3 separate regions of the Mus musculus genome follow, and all the other regions are linked to region 2. Evidence: chromatin contacts called from public Hi-C data. All regions are on one chromosome and are shown on one strand. Each heading gives the region's core, a stretch centred on a gene start, on an enhancer-like site or on the middle of the called end of the contact. The rest is flanking DNA. Distances are from core to core; before and after follow the strand shown. Region 1 overlaps Dscaml1 (DS cell adhesion molecule like 1). Region 2 overlaps Dscaml1 (DS cell adhesion molecule like 1). Region 3 overlaps Dscaml1 (DS cell adhesion molecule like 1).

Evidence for each region. A called contact is a pair of places that touch in the nucleus more often than the background predicts.
Region 1: a Hi-C map of the N1E-115 cell line shows a contact between it and region 2, with 2.9 times the contacts expected there. The contact joins two enhancer-like sites. A contact is called at or near these places in 3 of 484 Hi-C or Micro-C datasets (the Ba/F3 cell line, the N1E-115 cell line and nephron progenitors), 2 of 115 datasets of contacts at active chromatin or transcription factors (embryonic basal ganglia and embryonic stem cells) and 1 of 9 other capture datasets (embryonic stem cells).
Region 3: a Hi-C map of cerebral cortex shows a contact between it and region 2, with 1.7 times the contacts expected there. The contact joins two enhancer-like sites. A contact is called at or near these places in 6 of 484 Hi-C or Micro-C datasets (the N1E-115 cell line, cerebellum, cerebral cortex and 3 more), 1 of 115 datasets of contacts at active chromatin or transcription factors (embryonic basal ganglia) and 2 of 9 other capture datasets (adipose tissue and pancreatic islet).

What each region holds. Positions count from the first base shown.
Region 1 is chr9:45,503,274-45,507,701 of GRCm38.p6, reverse strand. All of the region lies in intron 3 of Dscaml1 (DS cell adhesion molecule like 1), which reads right to left. Among named protein-coding and RNA genes, the nearest start is that of 4833428L15Rik, 74 kb to the right of the region's middle. Within about 2 kb of position 1,846, at least 59 of the 459 cell types and tissues checked have an H3K27ac peak or open chromatin away from gene starts, as enhancers often do. A contact at or near this core is called in the N1E-115 cell line, where this site is marked.
Region 2 is chr9:45,738,341-45,742,575 of GRCm38.p6, reverse strand. It overlaps Dscaml1 (DS cell adhesion molecule like 1), which reads right to left. Exons shown (of 33, transcript NM_001081270.2): 21 at 1,943-2,096; 22 at 343-460. Among named protein-coding and RNA genes, the nearest start is that of Cep164, 88 kb to the left of the region's middle. Within about 2 kb of position 2,190, at least 49 of the 459 cell types and tissues checked have an H3K27ac peak or open chromatin away from gene starts, as enhancers often do. A contact at or near this core is called in the N1E-115 cell line, cerebellum and cerebral cortex, where this site is marked.
Region 3 is chr9:45,533,191-45,537,582 of GRCm38.p6, reverse strand. The region is part of intron 3 of Dscaml1 (DS cell adhesion molecule like 1); the gene reads right to left. Among named protein-coding and RNA genes, the nearest start is that of Gm22069, 99 kb to the left of the region's middle. Within about 2 kb of position 2,867, at least 13 of the 459 cell types and tissues checked have an H3K27ac peak or open chromatin away from gene starts, as enhancers often do. A contact at or near this core is called in the N1E-115 cell line, cerebellum and cerebral cortex, where this site is marked.

The DNA.
Region 1 (4,428 bases), core at 597-3,096, 230 kb after region 2:
TGTTTTACTTCCTTCTTTTGCTACTAGCTGCCAGGGCCTGGTGGCTGTGTCCTTCTCAGAGAGCTACAACCACAAGCGGGCATGAACAATAATGGGAGCAAAGGCCAGGGTGCGTCCTGACAGCCGGGAGCCAGGGGCCAGGATGATGCTTAACCCAGCGATGCTCTTGCCTTGTTGCCACTGGGGGAAAGATCTGCCAGTGGATTGCAGCGGGGTGGTTCTGTGTCATTAGCCAGCTGAATAACCCCTGAGAAAATTACAGCCCCTCTCTGAGCGCTTGTGTCTGTCTCTGACCATGAGTTTCGGGGAGGTCTGGAGGACACAGTGAAGACAGATTATGTGCCTGTCCCCACGGAAGAGCTTCAAGGTATGTTCTGTAGGTGGGCGATCTGACTAAATCTTCTCTTACCCACCCTTGCTTTCCGTGAGATTGGCTGTGACCATGTCATAGCCACGAGCTCTGTGGAAGCAGCTTTCGCCCCTCCCACACCCATCAGAACAGGTGCACACACCTGCCGAAAGGGGAAGGCAGCCCAAAGCGCCAACCACATCTGAGGAGCGATGCTTCTCCAGGTTAGGAGTCCAGATCCTGCCCACGGCTTGCATGAGAGCTACGGATACATGAATGAACTAAGTGGTTGGGGTTAATATAAACCCAAACAGAAGAAGAATACTGATATTCCACATTAAAAATAAATGAAATTCTTATTTGGGGTACACCAGTACGGTTTGGTAGCCACAGACACCTGACTTGCCGGTGTGCCGTCTACAGCCATGGATGCTGCCACCACAGCACACTGAGTACTCAGGGCTCAGCCTGAAACGCTTGCTGATTTTCTTTCTGGTCTTTTTCAGAAAAGGCCTGACTATCCTTGGGCCCATGATTGGTGATGCCAAGCCAACAGTGCTTTCCTTTTCATCTGGCAGGACTTTTTAGAGACTTGTAGAGAAAGAACAGGTCTCCTAAGGGTTTTTATCAGCTAAAGCTATTGCGGTACTACCAGTGAAAAGGCTCAGTGGGTAAAGGGGTTTGCTTGGTGGCCGGAGTTTCATACGCAGGACCTATATAAGAATGGAAGGAAAGAACTATATCTTCTGATCTCTACATGTTCATCCTACCCTCCTCCATCCTAACACACAAACACACACACACACTTGCCACATACACACACACACATGCACACACACACACACAGACACAGACACATATGCACAGAGACAGACTCACACACACACACACACACACACACAGAGACAGACAGCTAGACACACACACACATATACACACACAGACACACAGACACACACACACAGACACACACACACACAGACAGACACACAGACAGACAAATATACACAGAGACAGACACATACAGAGAGAGACACACACAGAGACATACACAGACAGACACACACAGAAACAGACATATATACACAGAGACTGACGTATACAGAGACAGGCACACACAGAGATACACACAGACAGGCAGACACACACAGAGATACACACATAGACACACACACAGAGACAAATACACACACACACACACACACACACACACAGGCAGACACACACACAGAAACCGACATGTATACACACACAGAGACAGACATACATACACACAGAGAGACAGACATACACACAGACCCACAGACACATACGCAAGCATGCACACGTGTGTGCACCCCCCCATGCCCACCCCCACAAATACACACTTGAGCAGACATGCATGTGCACACACCTTTGGAATTAAAAAACAGGTGGTGGGGAGGGCTAGGGTTAAGAGGCAGCCCTGAGCCGCCATGCTCAGAACTACCTAATCTAGCCCTGTGTATGCACGTGACCGCTCAGCTGTGCTCAGGCTCCACCCACTCCACCCTGTGCCCACACTCCTGGTCTATCAGTCTCACCCTGCAAGGGCCACCTCCTTCCACAAGCCTTGCCTCCCCCAACCAGAAGGGTGCGATCCCCTTGGAGGCCCCTGTATACTTCATATCACTCATGTTCTCCTCTGTGGGGACAACAAATTGGTTTCATCTCAGGCTTGTTCCAATTGACTGGAGGTGGCTTCCTGTGTTGATAAGGATTGTGTGGCTGTTTGGGAGTGCAGGGGAGGGGGAAGGGGAGGGATAAAAAAGGACAGCTGCTGTGGGTATGGGAAGGGGGAGCCTATGCCTACATCTTGTCTGCCCTACTCTAGTATGTATTCCAGTCGCTGGAAAGCACCTAGAGACAGTGGTCTGTCAAACCAGTCCCTACCACACACACACACACACACACACACACACACACACACACACACACACATACACACCAACCATCCAGTGTCCAGCCCCAAATCTGGATATAGAGCTGTCCTCAGAGAACATTCAGGGTCACTGTTTGGGAGACAATGTTCTAAAACCTGCCTTTGCAGATGCCCTCTGGCAAATGGCCCTTACAGACACCCATGTGGCTGGGCCAGGCACTGTGCAGGATGTAGGGAGCCCCGAACCAGCCCCACTCTCAGACCCAGGCTGGGAAGCAGAGCTGAGCAGCATCCTGGTGGAATCGGTGGCATTTACATAGCAAACAATACCCAGGTGTGGCAGTGTGTCAACAAGCCCTGGCTCAGGCAGCTCCCAAGTCTCCACATACTTGAAATGTTTGCCACATGCCAGACATTAATATTTTAACAGCTGCGCGTTGAACACAGGCAGAGCAGTGTCCGGAACACAGCATAAAAATTGAGTGATAATAGCCGGCCTGAATGCAGTATGCGAGGTCAGTGGGGCACTGGCAGGCCTGCTCTTCTGCGGCAGCCAGAGCCCCTCTCCCTCTCCCTCAGCCGGCCCCAGAGGCCAGGACGGTAAGCTGCCAGGGGAACTACCTGTATGGTGAGGGCTCCTGGTCTGCATGCCCCAGGTGGCTCTGAGGACCCTCTGTGGGTCACCACACTGGGGTGGGGACATTTAAGTGTGTGCACAGGACGACAGGTCCAGTTCCAGCATAACCAAATGACTTCTTGCCTTTGTCCAGTTCTGAGAGTTTGAAATCTAGAACAGGCTACCTTGGGGCGGGAGTGAAAAGAAAGGTTTCCTGGATGGCAGAATGAATCAATGGAACAGAGCAACGTCCAAATTCCCAACAATCCTTGAGACAGGAAATGCATGGCGTTGGAGAAAGTATGTGTCCCTATTAAATATGCTTCAGACAAAAACAAGAGTACCCAAACAAACACAGTAGAAGACTTTAAAAAGTTAAAAAGTTCTCTCTGGTTAGAAAGTCCCAGAAGCCACCTGTTCTTGGGAGCTTGGCCTACAACTCTTCCCATAAGACAACATGGGGACTGCAATTATCTACTAATATCAACCAGTGTCTAGTGACATAGAACATGCATACTATGTTCCAGGTCTGTGACAGGCCAGACAGAAAGTATCTTCAGCTTCATAGACTATATCCTGATACTGTGGCTTTAGCTAGAGTGTAGCGCGGACCATACTTGCTGAAATGCCAATGGCTGTGCTCGAATACAACTTTGTGTACAAAATCCAGGGAGTATGATGGGTTTGATGTGAATCTACTCAAAGCTCATGTGTTAAGGGCTGGGTACCCAGATAAGGCATTGCAGTAAGATTTTTAAGGGGTGGGGCCTCATGGGAGGTTTTAGGTCATGGAGATGTGCCCTTGAAAGGGACTGTAGGACATTGGTCTCCGCATCTTTCTTCCCTTAGTGCCCACAAGATGACCTGCTTTCCTCTGTCACCTAGATGCACACTAGCTTGTCACAGTCCCCAAAGCAAAGAGGCCAACTGACTGTGGCTGAGATGTGCGCCAAAATAAACCTTCTGTCTTTTGTTATTTATTTTTATGTTTTAAAAATTAATGTGTGTGTGTGTGTGTGTGTGTGTGTGTGCGTGCACACACATGCATAGGCCAGAGGTTGACAGAGGTAGATGCTTTCCTCAATAGTTCTGCATTCAAGTTAAAAACTGTATGTGCATGGGTGTTTCACCTCCATGTTTGTATGTACATTATATGTGTGCAGTGCCCGAGGAGGCCAGAAGCGAGGGTCAGATTCCCTGGACTTGGAGCCACACATGGATGCTGGGGCTCAAAGCTGGAGCCCCCAGAAGAGCAGCAAGTACTCCTGACTGCTGAGCCGCCTCTCCAGCCTCTCCACTTTATTTTTTGAGACAGGCTCTCACTGAAACTGGAGCTCACTGAATTGTCTAGACTGGGTGGGCATTGAGTCCCAGGCATCCCCCTGTCTCCGTCTCCCTTGGCACTAGGATATTTACCACTGCACCAGGTTCTTCATGTGAGCACTGGAGATCTTAACTAAAGTTCCCACACTTGCGTGGCTTGCAAGCACTTTACTGGCCAACCTGTGTTCTCTATGGTATTCTGACCATCATATGATATATATGATGGTACCTCCTTTTAGC
Region 2 (4,235 bases), core at 941-3,440:
AGACCAGGAGGTGGTGTGGGTTATGACACCCTCTCTCTAGTCCTGCCCCACCCCGACGCCCCACGTGTGAGGGCAAATGGAAGAAAGGTAGGAGGAGGCTTATAGGGGATTTTGGGTCCTTGGGGTTTTGTTCTGTACTTCCCAGGGATTTCCAGGGAACTCCTGTCTTTCTTCCCACACACGAAGAAGGTTATAGTTGGGGGGTGGGGAGAAGCAGTGGCTTGGATACTGCTATGAGCAGTGTCATACGCCCTGTAGGGCCACCGCAGGGCACAGTGATGATGGCCAAGCAGCTCTCTGTCTCTCTGGAGCCACACCACTCCTTCAGGGTCAACCACCTACCTGTCCTTGGTCCACTTCACAGCCGGGGCTGGATCTCCTACTGAATTGCAAGGCAGCCGGACATCTTTCATCCAGGGTGTTGTTACAGTGCCTCCAAATGAGATGATCTTTGCTGGGGCTATAGAGAGGAGAACATGAGGGTCACCCTGCTTTTTATCCTTCATGTTCCCCCTAACCCCATTCACATTGCTCCCTGAATTGACAGTCCAAGTCAGGGGAGAATTTTGGATAAACTGGCTGCTTTGGTGGAGGTGGTCCTGTGACAGAATGGGGACAAGGACCGATGGGACCCGAGGTCTGCTGGTTCTGAAGAAGATGGTGGGTGACAAGGATTCCAGGCCATCTAGGGAGTGATGGCGTTCTAGCAGGGGCAAGGCGCACAGGAGAAGGGCATTTTGGGTAGGAGAGGATATGTGTATGTGTGTGTAAGTATGAATTTGTGTGAGTTTGTGTAAGTATGGCAGAGGTGCTCAACCTTACGGGATAGCTGTGTTTGTGTAGGAATGGGTTGTATTTGATGCTCACAGGGGCAGGGGACAGACTTCTGCCAAGAGCTCAGGACCTAGGGCCTTGTCCTGGGAAGGGGGAAGACTCTAGGCTCCTTTGCTTCTGAAGGAGGTGAGATCTGGAGAAAGGATAGGTGGTACCCCGAGAAGGAGGTAAGGAGGTGAGGATGTGGAGACAGTGATATGCAAGGAGCTCTGACTCAGAGCTGCAAGGCTCAACACGGCACATCTCAGCTGTCTGGGATGGCCAGGCCGTGCAGCTGGATGGAAGGCTGCAAGGGTGAGCCCATGGCTTACCATGGACCCTCAGGTGGAGGCTTGCTGGCTCTGTCTCTGTGGACAACAGGGAGGCTTCTCTCCTTCCAAGGCAAGCCAGGCCTGGGAGAGTCAGGTGAGCTTGGGATTGATTGGGGAAGGGAAGGGGCAGGGCAAGAGGAAGGTGCCTAGAGGCTGGAGATACTGGAAGACTTGAAGCTTACTGTTGCCAGTTCTTCTGCCCCTTGGCCAAGACAGACAAGAGGCCATTGTTCCATTGTGTGAGTGATACTGAGTTTTGGGTAGGACCTCAGAGCTATCATTCTCTTCAAAGATTGGGAATACCTATGGGCAGTCCCTCATGCCCAGATCAGGGATCAGTGAGGCCTGCCCTGAGAAGGTCTTGTTCCCCAGCCTGCTGGCGGGTAAAGGAGCACTGAGCCTGCACTTTCTGGTTGCAGCATGAGGCTTTCTCTGGAGTCCCAAAGGCCCCATGGAAGCATCCATGTATCCCATATCCTGAGATGCTCCTCATTCAGGAGCTGAGTGCTAAGACCAAGGCTCTGCTGTGGATGGGGGCTGGAGGGGGAATCTCAAGTCAGAGGAGAGTTAACAGTATAGCCCTCAAGCAAGGGCCTGATTGTAGCTTGTTGTGTGACTTTTCCAGAGTCAGGGGGCAGCAGAGGGTTATTCTTTGGTGGATGCAGAAGGGAGACTACTGGCCATCTCCCCACAGCCAAAGTACTGGGGAAGGGACGCAGCACCTATTTGGGAGGAGCCAGAATTCTGCAAATGAGCTTCTGGAAGCTTCTATCAGACCCTAGGCACAGGCTTCTCACCCTTGCCAGCAGGTTCAATGGTGACCTTCTCGCTGCTGTTCCCCCTGCCTGCAGAGGTGACCGCAGCCACCCATAGCAAGTACTGCTGTCCCCGGTTCAGGTGGGCGATCCGGTAGAAGAGCTGTTCAGGACTGGTCTCGTACTCGCTGGGAGCCTGTGGGCGGAGACAAAGTCACACTATGAAACAGAAACCGTGCCTTGGCCCCTTGCCTGCCATTGTCCTTGGTGTCCTTGGACAGGATCTGTCCAGCACGCTCTTTCCCAGCCTGAGAAAGGCAGTGGACAGTACTGTGCTGGGCTCAACCCCGGGAGCTGATGGAGCTAGTCCTGCAGTATTTGTAGGCCAACCTTGGTACCCCTCTCGGTTATATAGGCTTTAGTAGCTGTGGCTACAGGCCAACACATATGGGTATTTTGAGTAAATGATGAGAGGCAGTCAGAGAAAGGAGAATGAGGGACTTGGGGTCCCAGGAAGACCACATGCAAAGAGAAAGGTTCTGTGGAGAAGCCAAATGACTGCCTTTGCCTTGTTAGGGCTGTAGCCAGCCCTCCAGCCTGTCCCCTGCCTAGTCACCTCCCCGCCCTGCCACCTAATTACACTCTTTCCTTCTCAGGATGGGGTAGAGAGGCAGTGGGGAGAGTTGTACTGGGCAGTACTTTATTAGTGATTATTAGTAGTATGGATCGCTATATATATTTGTAGGTTACATAAATCTATAACATTTTTTTAACCAAATGACAGTTTTGACAAGTTGCCAACAAAACAATATCAGATCCCAGTGGTTTCACCAGTTGCTTTGATGAAAAGATTATGTTGCCTTGGAAACCAGAGGCTCAGATATTGAAATGAATTTGAGAAGGCGCTTTTGATAAGCGCTAGTTTGTAGCCCTCCTGTCAGCCTCTTCCTTGGCATCGGCCGGATGGGGCTGACTTTCATTTTATTTTATTTTATTTTTTTGGCCAGCCGCAGGGAATGGGGGAGAGGAGAGCACTAGGGCCCCTCTGAGATCAGGGCGCAAGTCCAAGGAGGGGGAACAGTTCCTGGAACAGATGGGGGCCCTGAGGCCAGAGGGAGCTGGTAATTAGTTATCTCTGCAGTCGTGAGATCTTGCAACACAGGCTCTCCTGCACATGGCTGTGCGGATGCACACATGTGCTGAGAGATAGATGTCACCGAGGGACATTCTCCATGGCCAATGGGAGAGCTGAAGGACCCAAGGACTTGTAACAGGACAAAAGGAACGTCCTTTTCTTGGCCTCAGGCTGTCTGCAGGGAAATGATGGGAGAAGGTACATATATCCTTATAATGTGAGCAGGTATCTCATCACCGTCCTTCCTGCCTTCCCCAGGAGGGGTGGGCGAGTGATGCTGTGACTAACCTTGTGCACAGTTCCTGTTGGGGACAGGTGCAGAGCCACTCTGAGCCCTTTTGGGCTAGGGCATCTGGGGACTGGTGAGTTCACGACAGTGCAAGACTGGAGGGCGGTGCCATGCCCAGGGTGCTTGCTGTCCTTACCAGGCAGGGAACCCGTGTGGCCTGAGCTCTTCCTCCCAACAGATTGGGGAGCTTAGTTCTTTTGCAAATTAGGAATCTACAACCTTGTCTCTTCTGGGCTGTGACGCTGAGTCACCCAGAGGCAAGGAGTGCACAATTCTTTGAAAATTAGAGTGCAGTTCTCTGTGCTCATTTTCTGTGGGTGTAGAGGTGTGTGTTTGTGTGTGTGTGTCTCTGTGTATGTCTGTGTGTGTCTGTGTGTCTGGGTGTGTGTGTATGTGAGTGTGTGTGTGTGTCTCTGTGTGTCTGGGTGTGTGTGTGTGTGTCTGCGTGTGTGTCTCTGTGTGTGTGTGTATGTCTGTGTGTGTGTGTGTCTCTGATGGAGTGTGTCTCTGTGTGTGTGTGTCTCTCTCTGTGTGTGTCTCTGTGTGTGTGTGAGTGTGTGTGTGTCTCTGTGTGTGTGTGAGTGTGTGTGTGTCTCTGTGTATGTCTGTGTGTGTCTGTGTGTCTGGGTGTGTGTGTCTGTCTGTGTGTGTGTATGTGTGCACACATGCATGCTTGTGTGTGCATATACATATATGTGCAGGTAGATAGTAAGTGCATTGTGCTTGTGTGTCAGTGTGAACTTGAGACTACATTTGTGTTTACCTAGGGCAGGAAAGTATGTCTTTTGCTAAAAGGTCATTTTCTTTGTGTGTGTGTGTGTGTGTGCACATTTGCATATGTGTGTGTGTGTGCATGTCTATATCTGTGTGTATTCTCACACGTTTGTGTGGGAGTATGTGAGTATGTGTGT
Region 3 (4,392 bases), core at 1,618-4,117, 210 kb after region 2:
AGAGGTGTCCACGTAACGCACAACGCACTGTGGAGTGTCAACCTCATTTCAGCCCATAATGTGAAGGGTGCTGCTCTGGACTTCAGAATGTATGGGCCGCGAGGTGTGATTGCTGGGGCTGGCTGAGCACTCAGATCTTTAGCCAAAGGATGGGGCTGCAGGTTGTTGCCAAAGCGCTGTGAGCAGACTATGGAAGATGCCCAGGCAGCCCCATTGGAGCAGCCATTTCTGCAGCCAGTGCCCAGAGGTCAGCATGGGCGAACGGCAGATGAGGAGGGCCCATGTTGAAGCAGATCCCAATCAGCCCTACAGAGGGGTCAGGACCTTCATGGTATAGAGGCCCGTAGGGCTCTGCAGGGGCTAATTCAAACTTTTCAGGACAGATGTGTGGGTCGTATAGTGATTGAGAGACATACACTAGGTGTGAGGGACATTGTAGGAGCCAAGTATTTTGGAGTTGAAGAGAATCTACCTCAGAGGCCACATACTGAGGCTGGGATGAGGGGGCTCAAGAGAGTGATGCCACTCATTTAAGGTCACATGGAAAACAGGTCAAGTCCTCCTCTGGCAGATGCCACTTCCTCTCTTTAGCAACCCTGGTCATACTGTCTCTGGTCAGGCTAGCAAACAGCAAGGTCTGGTGGAGGGCAGACAAAGGAAGAACATGGCAAAAAATGGGTGCAGGCAGTATGAGAGAGGTATATACTCCCAGGGGCAGACAAATCAGGGGTCTCTTAGTCCCCACAAGACCTTGGTGGGATGAATGACCTGTCTGTCAAGGGGATGGTGCTTTGTCCCCCTAGAGCTGCTGTGAACCCCAGACTCAGCATTTTCCCTCCCGTTGTCTGTGAGTGGCAGCTCAGCCTCTCTGAGCCATTCTTTATTTGCAGGCTCGCCCTGCTGGGTCCTAAGGGTCTGGCTAGGCAAGCTTTAGGTTCAAAGAGGTATTCAAAGCCTCAAAGTCTTATTATTTGTGGAAGTCACTGTGATTTCTAGCAGTTATGCTATCTGTTCTCAGGACAATGACAGTGGACAGGTGGCATCTACAGTACTGAGCACTTATTCTTAGAAAGCAGGGCTGGAGCCCTGGCAGATGGGCGGTGGTCTTGCTCCATGGGAGACTTGCAGCTGAGGACTCCATCTCTGGTTGCACCCATCTGCCTGAACCCAGAAGTGTCGTGTCTTGGGAATGGGATACTGGGGAGAGAGACTGAGATGACGTGAGGTCCTAGTTCCCTCCCCACTGAGACCCTCAGCTTGCCTAAAGCCCTCCGTGAGTCAGGAGCTCTGAGCCCCACCTGACCAGGGGTCTGAAGGAAGATTATGACTGGGGACATGGGAGGTTGCTTCTTGTTTAGGCTCAAGTGATTAGAGACTAGCTCTCAAATTGCCATCCTGCCCAAGTACACTGAGGTAGTAAGTATCAGGTGTAAGCAGTTTTTAGCACACAGGTGTAGGGGCTGCCAGACCCAACCTCTGCACAGCAGGCGCTGGCCCCATCACACCAGAAGCAGAAAGTAGAGCCTTGCCTTCCGAGTGCTGGTTTGCAGCTAACATTGGCCCATTAGTCTCCTCTCCCCTCCCTCTTGGTCCTCAGTCCACACTGCCCACCTCCCTCAGTAAATAAAGTCCTCTTTCAACTGATTGTGACCGACCCAGCCATAGCCAATTGTAAACAACTCTTCACAGGTTTGTAGTTTCCTTTCCTAGGGAACCAGAATGGGAGGTGGATCGGGTTCAAAGAGGCGGCCATATGCCTGGGAGTAGGGGGAGGAACAGAGATGCCACTGGGATGCCAGGGATTCTGAAATCTAACACAGTGGTCAGCATAGGGGCGGGGAGGGGAGAGCTCACCCACCATCTCTCTACAAGTGGCACCAGGGCCAGAGGAAGATGGCTTGTTTGTTTGGCTCGGTGTCTCTAAAGAGTCTTTACACTGTGGCCCAAAAGCTGGTGATTGGAGCACTGAGTGAGTGAGAGGCTTGTGACCCACTGGGACCCACAGCACTTCTGCTCTTTAAGAGTCGAGCTGTAAGAGAATCAAGTTCTGTGGACGGTGTCTTGCACCCCTGTCCCGAAGCCGCATCCCTAGTGGGTAGGAGCTGCTCAGAAAGTGGGCTGATGAAGCTAGAAAGGAAGGGTAAGAGGGAGGGAGAGAGAAGGGGGGTGGGCAGCAGACAGAATGGTAGGAAGAAAGCCAAAGTGAACTACAGGAATTAAAGTCAGGGGCCATCTGGATTCAGATTTGGATCTGTATTTGATTCTGCAATTTTCCTGCATCTCTCTCTCTCTCTCTCTCTCTCTCTCTCTCTCTCTCTCTCTCTCTCTCTCTCTCTCTTCCCCCCCCACCTGGGGCTCAAACCCAGGGCCTTCTGCATACCAGGCAAGTACTTGACCATAGTTACACCCCACACGTAGTACACAGAATACTCTCTAACCCCTAGGAAGTTAACACCATCCCACTTAAAAAAATGAGGAAATAAAGCAAGCTTAGATATAGTATAATCTTTACTGGTAGGGTAGAAGAGAAATTGAAAGTATGAATTATTAACATGACTGCTGAGGGAAGATTCTCGATGGCAGGTGTACCATGTCCTTACACAAAGGGCCCCAGGGACGTCAGGGGAAAATGGCCAGATGGCTGGAACCTCTGATGTGACCACCATTGTCAGACTATGGCTGGACAGACCTCAAGGTCCAGGGGGTCTAGAGGCAGCTGCACAGGCAGCTCTGAGCGTGGGCTGTGACTTGCTCCCCTTCCCTGTGACAGCTGTAGGGGAGGGGGTGGCAAACTGGGGAGAGAAAGCCCGCACCCGGAGAAGGGGTGGGAGACAGGAATGTATCCGCAGCAGAAGCAGCCATAACATGGGAGAAAAGGATGGTGTCTGGGAAGATAATGACTCAGAGACTCTGGAGCGTAAAACTGCTACAGAGATGCCAACCCTGAGGGACGGAACCGGCAGGGACATGGCTGGGTGCTCCCAGGAACCATTAAGGGAGGCTCTTGGTTAGGTCCAGGAGCATAAATCCCTTTCACCTCTAGGTGGGGGCCTCTGTTCTGTTCTTTGGTGCAGGCCAAGCTTGCCATTTTCTACATAGGTTCTAAGGCCAAGCAGGACAAGAATTAGAGGAAGGTACAGGAGGGTTTCTTCTGTCTCTTTAGCTCTACAGAACCTCACCTCCCCCATCAGGCTCCCAGAGGTAAGGGATAGGGCCTCTGACTGGGCTTCACCTGGGACAGCCTGTGTGACTTTAGACAATCCCCCGAACCTCTCTGTACCTTGTGTCTGTAAGGAAAGGACACTCAGTGCAGATTTGCCTTCTCTGCCCTAAAGGGCTGAACAGAATAAAAGCCCTAAGGGACATAGAATCCAGTCAATTAGAACTTCCTTCTAGACTCTTCTAGAATGTACTAAAGGACAGCCAGAGTTATGACGATTATCCTGATTTTCTCAGAAGCCAGCAGTAAATCAACCAGGCAGGGGTTCGACTCTCCTCTGGAGGCTCAGGGACCCTTTCAGGTGGGATTCCAGGAAGTCCACTGGCCCTAAAGAAGAGGTGGGCTCTGGAGTGCTGAGTGGGAGAGAGGCTAGTGACCCTAGCTCTGAGTGGCACACACTCCTCATGGCCCAGGACATAGCAGAGCTATTTCTTCTCCTGCTGTCCTAGAGCTTCCATTTCCGGGAGGTGACCTCAGGACAAGACAGCTGACCCAGAGGTCTCAGGCCCTTAACTTCACAGATGAAGCCTTGTCCCAGGGAAGAGATGTCCCGGGAAGGAACCTGCAGACAGCTATCTTCAGTAAAGACAACACAGTGCTTTTGGTTTTTCGAAACAGGGTTTTCCAGGCTGGCCTCGAACTCAGAAATCTGCCTGCCTCTGCCTTCCCAAGTCTCTGCCTCCCAAGTGCTGGGATTAAAGGCATGCTCCCGGAATTTTTTTTTAAAGATTTATTTATTTATTTATTTAATATATGTGAGTACCAGAAGAGGACATCAGATCTCATTACAGATGGTTGTGAGCCACTATGTAGTCACTGGGAATTGAACTCAGGACCTCTGGAAGAGCAGTCAGTGCTCTTAACCACTGAACCATCTCTCCAGCTGTTCTTAAGGTTCTTAAGAACACAGTTCTTAAACCCAGGCTTGTCCAACCTTGACACTATAGCAGGAAGTCACTGGCCACAGAGTTACAAGAAAAGAAACAATAATTACAAAAAGGAGAAACCCGTCATAAGTTTTTAAGTTTATGAGTTTGTTTGGGGCCACATTCTTACTAGCCTCATCTCCCTGCAGTCCAAGGCTGGGCACACCTTTAGACTGAAGTGCTAAAAAGATCCACTAAAAAAAAGTCCAGTAGTTTTGCTTTCAGGGTTCTACCCTCTGCAGCTCA